Regions from separate parts of the Mus musculus genome. Here all the other regions are linked to region 1. Evidence: chromatin contacts called from public HiChIP or PLAC-seq and capture Hi-C data. All regions are on one chromosome and are shown on one strand. The core of a region is the stretch at or near the end of the contact, and the rest is flanking DNA. Distances in the headings are between cores, read along the strand shown.

Region 1 (2,783 bases), core at 24-2,523:
CTGAGAACCTGCCACAGCAAAGAGGACAAAAAGGATTTCACTTCCATCCTCAGGAGCCTGGGAGCCTTGCTCAGCTATTAATTAATACAATGATACTGCCTGTCCGGATACCACTGTGAAGTGTGACATTAATGAAATAATATTAGCGAAGTGCACAACATGCCAGGCATCCCACAGACACTGGGTAACTGAGTTACTCCCATTGCCTATTTGTGTCTTAGTTTGTTGTTATTGTTGCTGTTGTTTTCTTGAATACAGTCACCCCTCAGAATCTGAACAAATTCCAAAATCTTGGGTACTCACGTTCCCAGTATAAAGTGAGGTCATAATTTGCATGTACTTTAAATTATCCCTAGATTACATACAATGCATACATAATTACATATACAATGTAAATGAATAACAACAAGAGCCCTGTGCCTGTTCAGTATAGGCACAGCTATAGGCGAGCTGCATTTCTATCTTAAATGGGAAGTTGCTCACAGGTGGCCCGCTGAGTCCATGGATGTGGAACTTGTGCATTGAAAGAGCTGTCTGTGCCTTTTCTCTGCATTTTCTTTGACCTTTCTTCTTTTGCCTTCTCTATTTGACTTCTTCACTTTTATATCAAACTTTAAAAAAAAAGTGCCACCTCTCTTTTCTCATACTTATACAGATATTTAAAAACCCAATCCAGACTTAAAAATCAACGACTGTAGATATTTAATATCTGAAACACAAATCAATCACCTTTGGGGGGGGAAACTATCAGCTGCTTTCTTTTGGTACCTCAGATAAGTCTTACCCCCATGAAGGAAAAAAAAAGTCATTGTAGGAAAAAAAAGGGAAAGGAAGAAAGGAAGGGAGGGAGGGAGAGAGGGAGAGAGGGAGAGAGGGAGAGAGGGAGAGAGGGAGAGAGGGAGAGAGAGAGAGAGAGAGAGAGAGAGAGAGCTTCCTGATGTGGGAGCCAGTTACCATTTTCACATAAATAGCACCTTCCCTTCTGCGCTCTCACTTTGGGTCATTAAATAGACACATTGCACACGAGAGCTGTCTAGGGCGGCTGGCTCGAAGGACAGAAATGAGAGTGTGGTCTCCAGTCTCAGCCTCCCGCTGAGGTCATAATTCACAAGTCATACTGCAAATAGTAGAAGCGACCACTTACCATCTGGGGTCCATCGTGGGTGCTTCCGTAAGTTCTGGAACACGTCTACAGGAGTCTGGTTGTTCAAGTCCGTGCTGCCTACAGGAGCCACTCTTACGCGTCTGCTTGCTCCTCTTTCTTCCTCAGCAATGACTGTGTACCCTGGTGGTTGACTTTTTCTTAAGGGTTGTTCCTCTTTTCTTAGACTTGAGGAAGATATCTTTAACCCTTTCTTTGCTTTGTAGATTATTCGAGTTCGGTTTCAGTCTTGAGGGTTTTGTTTGTTTTTTAAACAATTCAGGGGGCAGGCAGGAGTGGGTGGGTAGGTGGAGGAACACCCGCATAGAAGCAGGGGGAGGGGGATGGGATAGGGAGTTTCTTTGGGGAGGGGGGGTGGGACAGGGGATAACATTTGAAATGTAAATAAAGAAAATAACCAATTTTTAAAAATTCAACTGTAAAAACAAAACAAATCAAAACATTCAGTGCCTTGAGTTCCAACAAGATGTTCAAAAGAAACCAAGAAGCCCAAGACAAGCAATGTTGTGAAATCAACTGACCAACTTTGTCCACTTGATAGAGCTACCATAGTCCTTAGACATAACCTGGCGAAATGGGAAGCCTTATAGGGCTGAGAAGTGCTTAGGTGACTGTTGCCTTCAGACAACTATATCAGATAAGGGGTTTAGGTATGCGGAAATTGACTTGCTAAAAGTGACTCGTACAGCAATAAAGAGGCTTCTACAAGGCAGTGCTGGAGCCCCTCCATCAGAGCTGCTCCACCCTGCTGAGGAGAAGTCTATAACATCCCTGCAGTGTCCTCCAGCAGACATAAGGGAGAACACCAGAACACCGGCAGTATCGAAACGCCATCTCTTTTCATTCAGACGAGGAAACCATCATATGTGGTTTCTGCCTTTTTCCCCCCTTTTCCTGTACACCTATTGATTTCACAACATTGCTTGTCTTGGGCGTCTTAGTTTCTTTTGAACATCCTGCCCGAACTCAAGGCACTGCATTGGTTTCTTGTTTTTTGGTTTTTTTTAATCTCAAGATTTAAACCGAACATAGCATACCAAAACACAATAAGACCAGGCACAAATCCTCATCTCGAGGCTAGACAAGACAACCCAGTAGAAGGGGAAAAGTACCGTGAGTAGACAAGAGTCAGAGACAAGTGCACTTCCACTCTATGGAGTCCCACAAAAACCCCCAGCTAAACAAGCACAGCATTTATGTAGAGCACCTAGCACAGACCCAGACAGGCTCCAGAATTGCTGCTTCACGTCTCTGTGAGCCCCCATGAGCCCTGTTTAGTAGATGCTGTGGGCTATGTCCTCCTGGTATCCTTGACTCCTCTAGCTTCTAAAATCGCCCTCTTCTAAGGGGTTCCCCAAGCTCTTGCCTAACGTTTGGGGGTGGGCCTCTGCATCTACTCCCATCAGCTGCTGGAGGAAATGTCTCACAGTGATTGGACTTGGCACCAATCTATGAGTATAGCCGATAATCATTAGGAATCATTTCGTTGACTTGTTTTGTTGTTGTCAGTCATGTTTGGCTCTATCCTAGGGCTCTGCCGCTATCTAGCTTCCGGCTTCCAGCTTCCAGCTTCCAGCCATCCAGGCATGGGATCCCTCTCCTAGCTTGGGCCTCAAGTTAG
Region 2 (2,812 bases), core at 104-2,603, 190 kb before region 1:
CTTGTGATGGGAACTAAACCCTGGTCCTCTGTAAGAGTCATAGACCTCCTAACCTCTGACCTCCTAACCTCTGACCTCCTAACCTCTGACCTCCTAACCTCTGACCTCCTAACCTCTGAGCCACTCCTCCATTCCCTTCTCTCTAGTTTTTATTGTAGAATTTCCAAACACCCAGGCAGACTATGCAACAAAGACCACTGAACCACCGTGTAGATCAAACAATTATTAATTTCTGTGATATATATTTTAGTATTTATTCAGCTCTTTCTGAAACTGTTCATCATGCATTTCTTAAGGACAAAGCCATTCTTCCACACAATCAGTTTTCTGAAACCATGAGAGAATTCACGACACTTCCTAAACTTCTTATAAAACTCTGTTTATGGGCTGGAGTGTTGGCTCAGCCATTAAGCGCACTGGCTGCTCTTTCAGAGGACACAGGTTCAATTCCCAGCACCCTCATAGCGGCTCACAACTCTCTAATTCTCTAACATGCTATCTATAACCTTCTTATAGTCTCTGAGGGCACTATATACACACACAGTGCACAGACACACATACAGGCAAAAAACCCTATACATAAATTAAAATAAAATATATAAAATCTCAAAAAAAAAACCCTTTTAAGACTGCATTTGCATTTCTAGTACAACAAGCCACATTTGGTGACACTGAGTCCCTTTAGATTCATGTCACCTAGAAATACCTTTTATTTTATTTATTTTTAAAAAAGAAAATTGACAATGCTGGAGATTAAGCCAAGGCATAACACTTGATAGTCAAGTGTGCTACCACTCTAAAATAGTCATAGCCTTAATATGTAATCTTTAAAAAATATTTAATGTGTGTGTGTGTGTGTGTGTGTGTGTGTGCACCTGAGTGCATGATGCGTACCGCATATGTGTGGTGGCCTGAGGAGGTCAGAAAAGGGCATCAAATTCCCTGCACTTAAAGATGTAGATGTGGGGACTAGGAATTAAACACACACACACACACACACACACACACACACACACACACACACACACACACACACGAGCATGTGGTCCATTCCTCTAACTCTGGCACTCAGAGGGTAGGTGATTGTATGTCTCTGTAGGTGTGTATCTCTTCTAAAGGAGGCCTGCCAGTGGCCCTTTAAACTGTGTTGGCATCTTGGATTTATCTGATTTACCTTTGCAGTGTTTAGTTTCGTGACTGCCAGTTCCCAGCAGCATGTGAGGTTTTTCAGAAGTGGCCGTGGTTTGAACCCACAGTCTTTTGGTTTGAACAAATCTTTCATGGCTCAGGAAGACTTGTGACCATACACTGTCAGATCGGGGAACCTCCTCCCACACAGTAGGAAGCCAAGACCCTGAAAGGGTAAGTGTCATGGTTTCCTGTTGTTGCTGTAGTGTGTTACCACAGACCCTGAGACCCAGACCTCACATGACCCGGAAGCATCATTTCACGTATCTGGAGATCTGCTTGATTACATCATAGTGCCGGCAGACTGGAGGCCGGCAAACCAGCCTCGTTCCTGGCTTCCGCTTTCCTTGCTCTATGGCCACTTTCACCTTCAAAGTCTCTCTAATTCTGGCTTTGGCTTCCCTGCCTCCCTCTTTTACGTGAAAGGACTCTGGAGATAACATTGGGCCCACCCAAAGAACCTAGGACACACTTCTGATCTCAGGGTTGTCTGATTAACAACCTAAATTCCACATGCAACCTCATTACTGGCCATTAACATAACAGGCTTTGCGGGCCAGGACATGGACACTATTGGGAGCCATTTTGCAGGCCACTCAGTAATTAGGAGCTCCTTACTAGGACTTTAACACGGCGGTTCTCTCAACCTTTGGGGGTCCACTGACCTGTCGCCTCAGCTCATCAGAAAACACAGGAATTTAGTTACATTACAATTTACAACAGGGGCAAAACTGCAGTTATGACGTAGCAATGAAAATAATGTTGTGATTGGGAGTCAGCACAGCATGACAGACTGTATCAAAGGGTCACAGCGTTAGGAAGGGTGAGATTCTTTAGCACACGGTACTCTCAGGTGCTTGTTTTATACTGGAATTCAGCAAAGGGTGGGAAGAGCTGAGCTCTATCCAAGGCTTAGTGAAAGAGGCATTGCAAGGATCATATGGTAACTTTAAATTTGGACATCCAGGGGGAGACATCTGAAGGACAGCAGTAATCTGTTCACCTAAAGACAGTGGATTTTAAAATATATTTATGTTTATTTCATGTGTGTGAGTATTTGCCTGCATGTATGCCTGTGAATCATGTGGGGGGGGGGGGCATAGAGGCTGGAAGAGGCAGTCAGGTCCTCTGGAAGTGGAGTTACAGATGGTTTTGAGCCACCGTGTGAATGCTGGGAACTGAACGAGGGTCTTCGGGAAGAGCAGCTATCTTTCCAGTCCATTTTTTTGAGACAGGGCTTTACCCTGTAGCCCCTACTGGTCTCGAACTTACATCATCCCCTTTCAGCCCTCTTAGTGCGGGGATTATTGTCCTCTGGGCTGCCATTTATCCCAAAGCTTCCCCTGTGACATATCCTGTTTGCAATGTAGGTTCGATGTAAACACCTCATGTCTTCTTGTTTCAAAGGTTCATGATAGAGCTTTTGTTTTTCCTTCCTCTTTTGCTGTCCCAGAGTTCAACCTGAGCTCTTGCACAAGGTAAGAGGGCATGTTTCCCACTGGACTCACACCTCCAGGGAAGGCACACCTCTAACTGAACTCACACCTCCAGGGAAAGCACACCTCCAACTGGATTCACACCTCCAGGGAGGGCACACCTCCAACTGGACTCACACTTCCAGGGA
Region 3 (2,878 bases), core at 161-2,660, 220 kb after region 1:
AATAAAGTTTAGAATCTGTGTTGTGATGAGTGTTGTGATGACTTATTTTTCAAACTGACAAATGATTGTACCTGTCCCTTTGTACTAATATATGGCCCCATGTTACCCTTCCATTCACTAGTTCTGCTGTAGCGCTAGTAAGGAGGTCCTGTGCTACCCTTCTCTGTTGCTTCTCCCATCTCACACATCTGTGAATGTGTAAGCTACACTCGAGAAACAGCATCCTTGCTGAAGACCATGGGCACCCTAACCATGATTACCCTGAGCAGGAAGATGCAAATTACTTTTCATATTTCTCCCTTTTGGGAGTTTTTTAAGGTCCAGATATCACTTAAAGAACATAAAATTCACTGTAGTTTGTAGTGTTATATACACATCAGTTCCATGTCAGTATTTTTTTCTGTCACTGCATAATATTATTTTATAGATTATATGGACTGGTAAATGCCATTTCTCTCACTGTGTAACATAATAGTTATAAAAGCAAATTAATTTTAGTACAACTTCAGATTTACTTATAACTTAAAAAGATTAGGGGCTAGAGAAATGGACCAGTAATTAAAAGCACTGGCTGCTCTTTGAGAGAACCTGGGTTCAGTTCCCAGTTCCCCTGTGGTAGCTCACAACTGCCTGTAACTCCAGGGGATCCAAAGACTGGCCCTGGTGGGCACTGCATGCACATACCTAGATGCATAGACTAGACATTACACACAAGCAAAGCGCCCATACACATAAAGTAAAAATTTTAGAATTTATAAAGATTAATACAGAGATATCGTTGTATGTTGTTTTTATAATGTCTCTTTATCTGAGCAGTTACATGGTTTTCGAAACCCTAAGTGTTAGTGCAGGGCCATTAACTAGCTACAGGGACAGCTCACTTACATTTCACCATTCTTCTCACTGACATCCTTTCCCGTTTCGAATTCAGTCTGACATCCTAGTTTGGATTTAGTCAGCATGGCCTCACTTGCCCTAGCCTTTGGTTTTCTATGTGCTTTACTTTGAAGAACATAGGAAAGGTGTTTTTAGAATGTCCTGTTTTAGGTTTTTCATAACCTTGGGTTATGGATTTGCAGGAAGAACCCTATAGAAATAAGGTAATCACATCAGAGTGCTGTTATGTTGTGATACTTGACAGGGGCATGCAGCCAGGGGAGGGTGGAAATAAGATCTACTTCCTAAAGGGGATATTGTTATGTTAATATTTTGGAATTAATGTGTAAGGCAATTCGTTTTTTTTTTTATTTTAATATATGTATTTGTCAGTGTCAACTAATAGATACATTTTTATTTGAATTACATTTCTCTCTGAGGTTTTGATTAACTTATTTTTTGAATTTTAAAATTTAATTGTTTAACCACCATTTGTCCATTTTATTTTATGTGTGTGCATGTTTTGCCTGCAAGCATGTTTGTACACCAAGTGCATGCAGTGCCCGAAGAGGTCAGAAGAGGGCATCAGATCCCCTAGGCCTGGAGCTACAGACAGTTGTGAGCATCCACATGGTTTCTGAGAAGTGAATTCTGGGCCCTCTGGAAGAGCGACTGGCGTTCTTAACCTCTGACCAACTCTGAAGACCCCACTGTGAGTCATCTTTAGCCTTGCCCAGGGAGAGCAAGGGAGGGAGAGCACCTTTAGGTTGGCTCCTTGTCATGTGACCCATATTTTCCGAGGTCTTCCTTCTTGTCACTGTCTTGCCTTGCATCTTCTCTGCGTAGCCTGCCATTTCTTCAAGCAGGGGCCTTTTATATATCGCTGTGTTTGATGGGCTCATGCTTTGTTATGATCACGTGGACTGTTGGCCTATAGTAACTTGTCTTGTCCGTAATGTCATCTTTTTTCACTTTACTGTATTGCTAAGCTTGTGAAATGAGATGCAAAGTGCCACCTCCTGTCTTCTGGAAGTGATGGAAACTTGGAATTGTTCAATCCTCCTGCTCTAAGGCTTCTTTCCTTTTTTTCTGCTTTTGTTGCTTTTTGTTTCCTTTTTCTAATTCCTTGCAGAACAAGCATGGGGCACTGCTTTCAGCCACTCACTAACATAAAACTTTAGTCTATTCTGAGCAGCAACTTCACTGAAATCACATGGTTTGCCAGGAAATCCACATGAAAGGACACATGGAAGGGAAATTTCCCTGAATCTTGGCATTTAGTTGAAAAATCAGAAAAGGATAAGTCTGGACAAAGGAAAACCTAAGATTTTTGCTTAACTATGATGAAAGGCAGGGCATTAAAGACAGCCTTTAAGACATACTTGCCCATTATGTCCCTGTAGTTAAGAATTATCTTCTTGCATCTTATTCCTCACAGTGACCCAAGTGACAGGGCTTATATATGGTACCTACACAGGACAGGGTGCGTCTGCACCGTGCACACTGCTGTCAGTGTGTCCCACGGTCACCGTTGCCTTGTTTCACATAGATGACACAGGTACCAGCGTCTAGCAGCACCTGCCTGCTCTGCTCGTGCTCCAGCAGCCTGTGTCCGCCTCTACTGATCCTTGCGTTTTCTCTTCTGTTTCACCAGCAGAGATGCTGAGCCGATTATCGGGGTTAGCAAATAATGTTTTGCATGAATTATCAGGAGATTACACTGACTGGAATTTGATGGCTTCCTCAGACGCTGTAAGTAGCTCTGGTGCATCCAACCTGATAGGACTCACATTCTGTGCTCTTCTGAGGAGAATGGCTTAAGCCAGAGGGGTGTGAGGGCCTCCCTTGTGCTAAGCAGAGGTGATGACACTTACCAACAAAAAGAATCGTAACTCTATCAGTGATCCTCTGCTGAAGCTTGTCAGCCAGAGAGCTGTGGGGATGACCACGGCTAGATGAGCCTAGGAAGCTCTGATGTCTGCTCAGCCTGTTAGGACCGCAG

The links. HiChIP or PLAC-seq counts read pairs in DNA pulled down with a chosen protein or histone mark. Capture Hi-C pulls out chosen DNA fragments and counts their contacts.
Region 2: a BATF HiChIP or PLAC-seq map of CD8 T cells shows a contact between it and region 1, with 18 read pairs. The contact joins the enhancer-like site here to the promoter of Cd86 in region 1. A contact is called at or near these places in 10 of 39 promoter capture datasets (cranial neural crest, embryonic stem cells, hippocampal neurons and 6 more), 5 of 484 Hi-C or Micro-C datasets (Th1 cells, bone marrow-derived macrophages, macrophages and 1 more), 7 of 115 datasets of contacts at active chromatin or transcription factors (CD8 T cells, bone marrow-derived macrophages, effector CD8 T cells and 3 more) and 6 of 9 other capture datasets (adipose tissue, bone marrow-derived macrophages, embryonic stem cells and 3 more).
Region 3: a contact with region 1 is called in a capture Hi-C map of macrophages, with 3 times the contacts expected there. The contact joins the promoter of Golgb1 here to the promoter of Cd86 in region 1. A contact is called at or near these places in 1 of 39 promoter capture datasets (pre-B cells), 3 of 115 datasets of contacts at active chromatin or transcription factors (effector CD8 T cells, memory CD8 T cells and microglia) and 1 of 9 other capture datasets (macrophages).

The regions. Positions count from the first base shown.
Region 1 is chr16:36,664,804-36,667,586 of GRCm38.p6, forward strand. Cd86 (CD86 antigen) reads right to left here and starts at 1,274. Exons shown (of 8, transcript NM_019388.3): 1 at 1,145-1,274. The coding sequence starts at 1,158.
Region 2 is chr16:36,475,703-36,478,514 of GRCm38.p6, forward strand. No RefSeq gene overlaps it. Among named protein-coding and RNA genes, the nearest start is that of Stfa3, 22 kb to the left of the region's middle. Within about 2 kb of position 1,354, at least 82 of the 459 cell types and tissues checked have an H3K27ac peak or open chromatin away from gene starts, as enhancers often do. A contact at or near this core is called in CD8 T cells, Th1 cells, bone marrow-derived macrophages and 2 more, where this site is marked.
Region 3 is chr16:36,883,601-36,886,478 of GRCm38.p6, forward strand. Golgb1 (golgi autoantigen, golgin subfamily b, macrogolgin 1) reads left to right here and starts at 1,411. Exons shown (of 22, transcript NM_030035.1): 1 at 1,411-1,588; 2 at 2,534-2,628. The coding sequence starts at 2,536. 4930565N06Rik (RIKEN cDNA 4930565N06 gene) reads right to left here. Exons shown (of 3, transcript NR_040476.1): 2 at 2,751-2,878.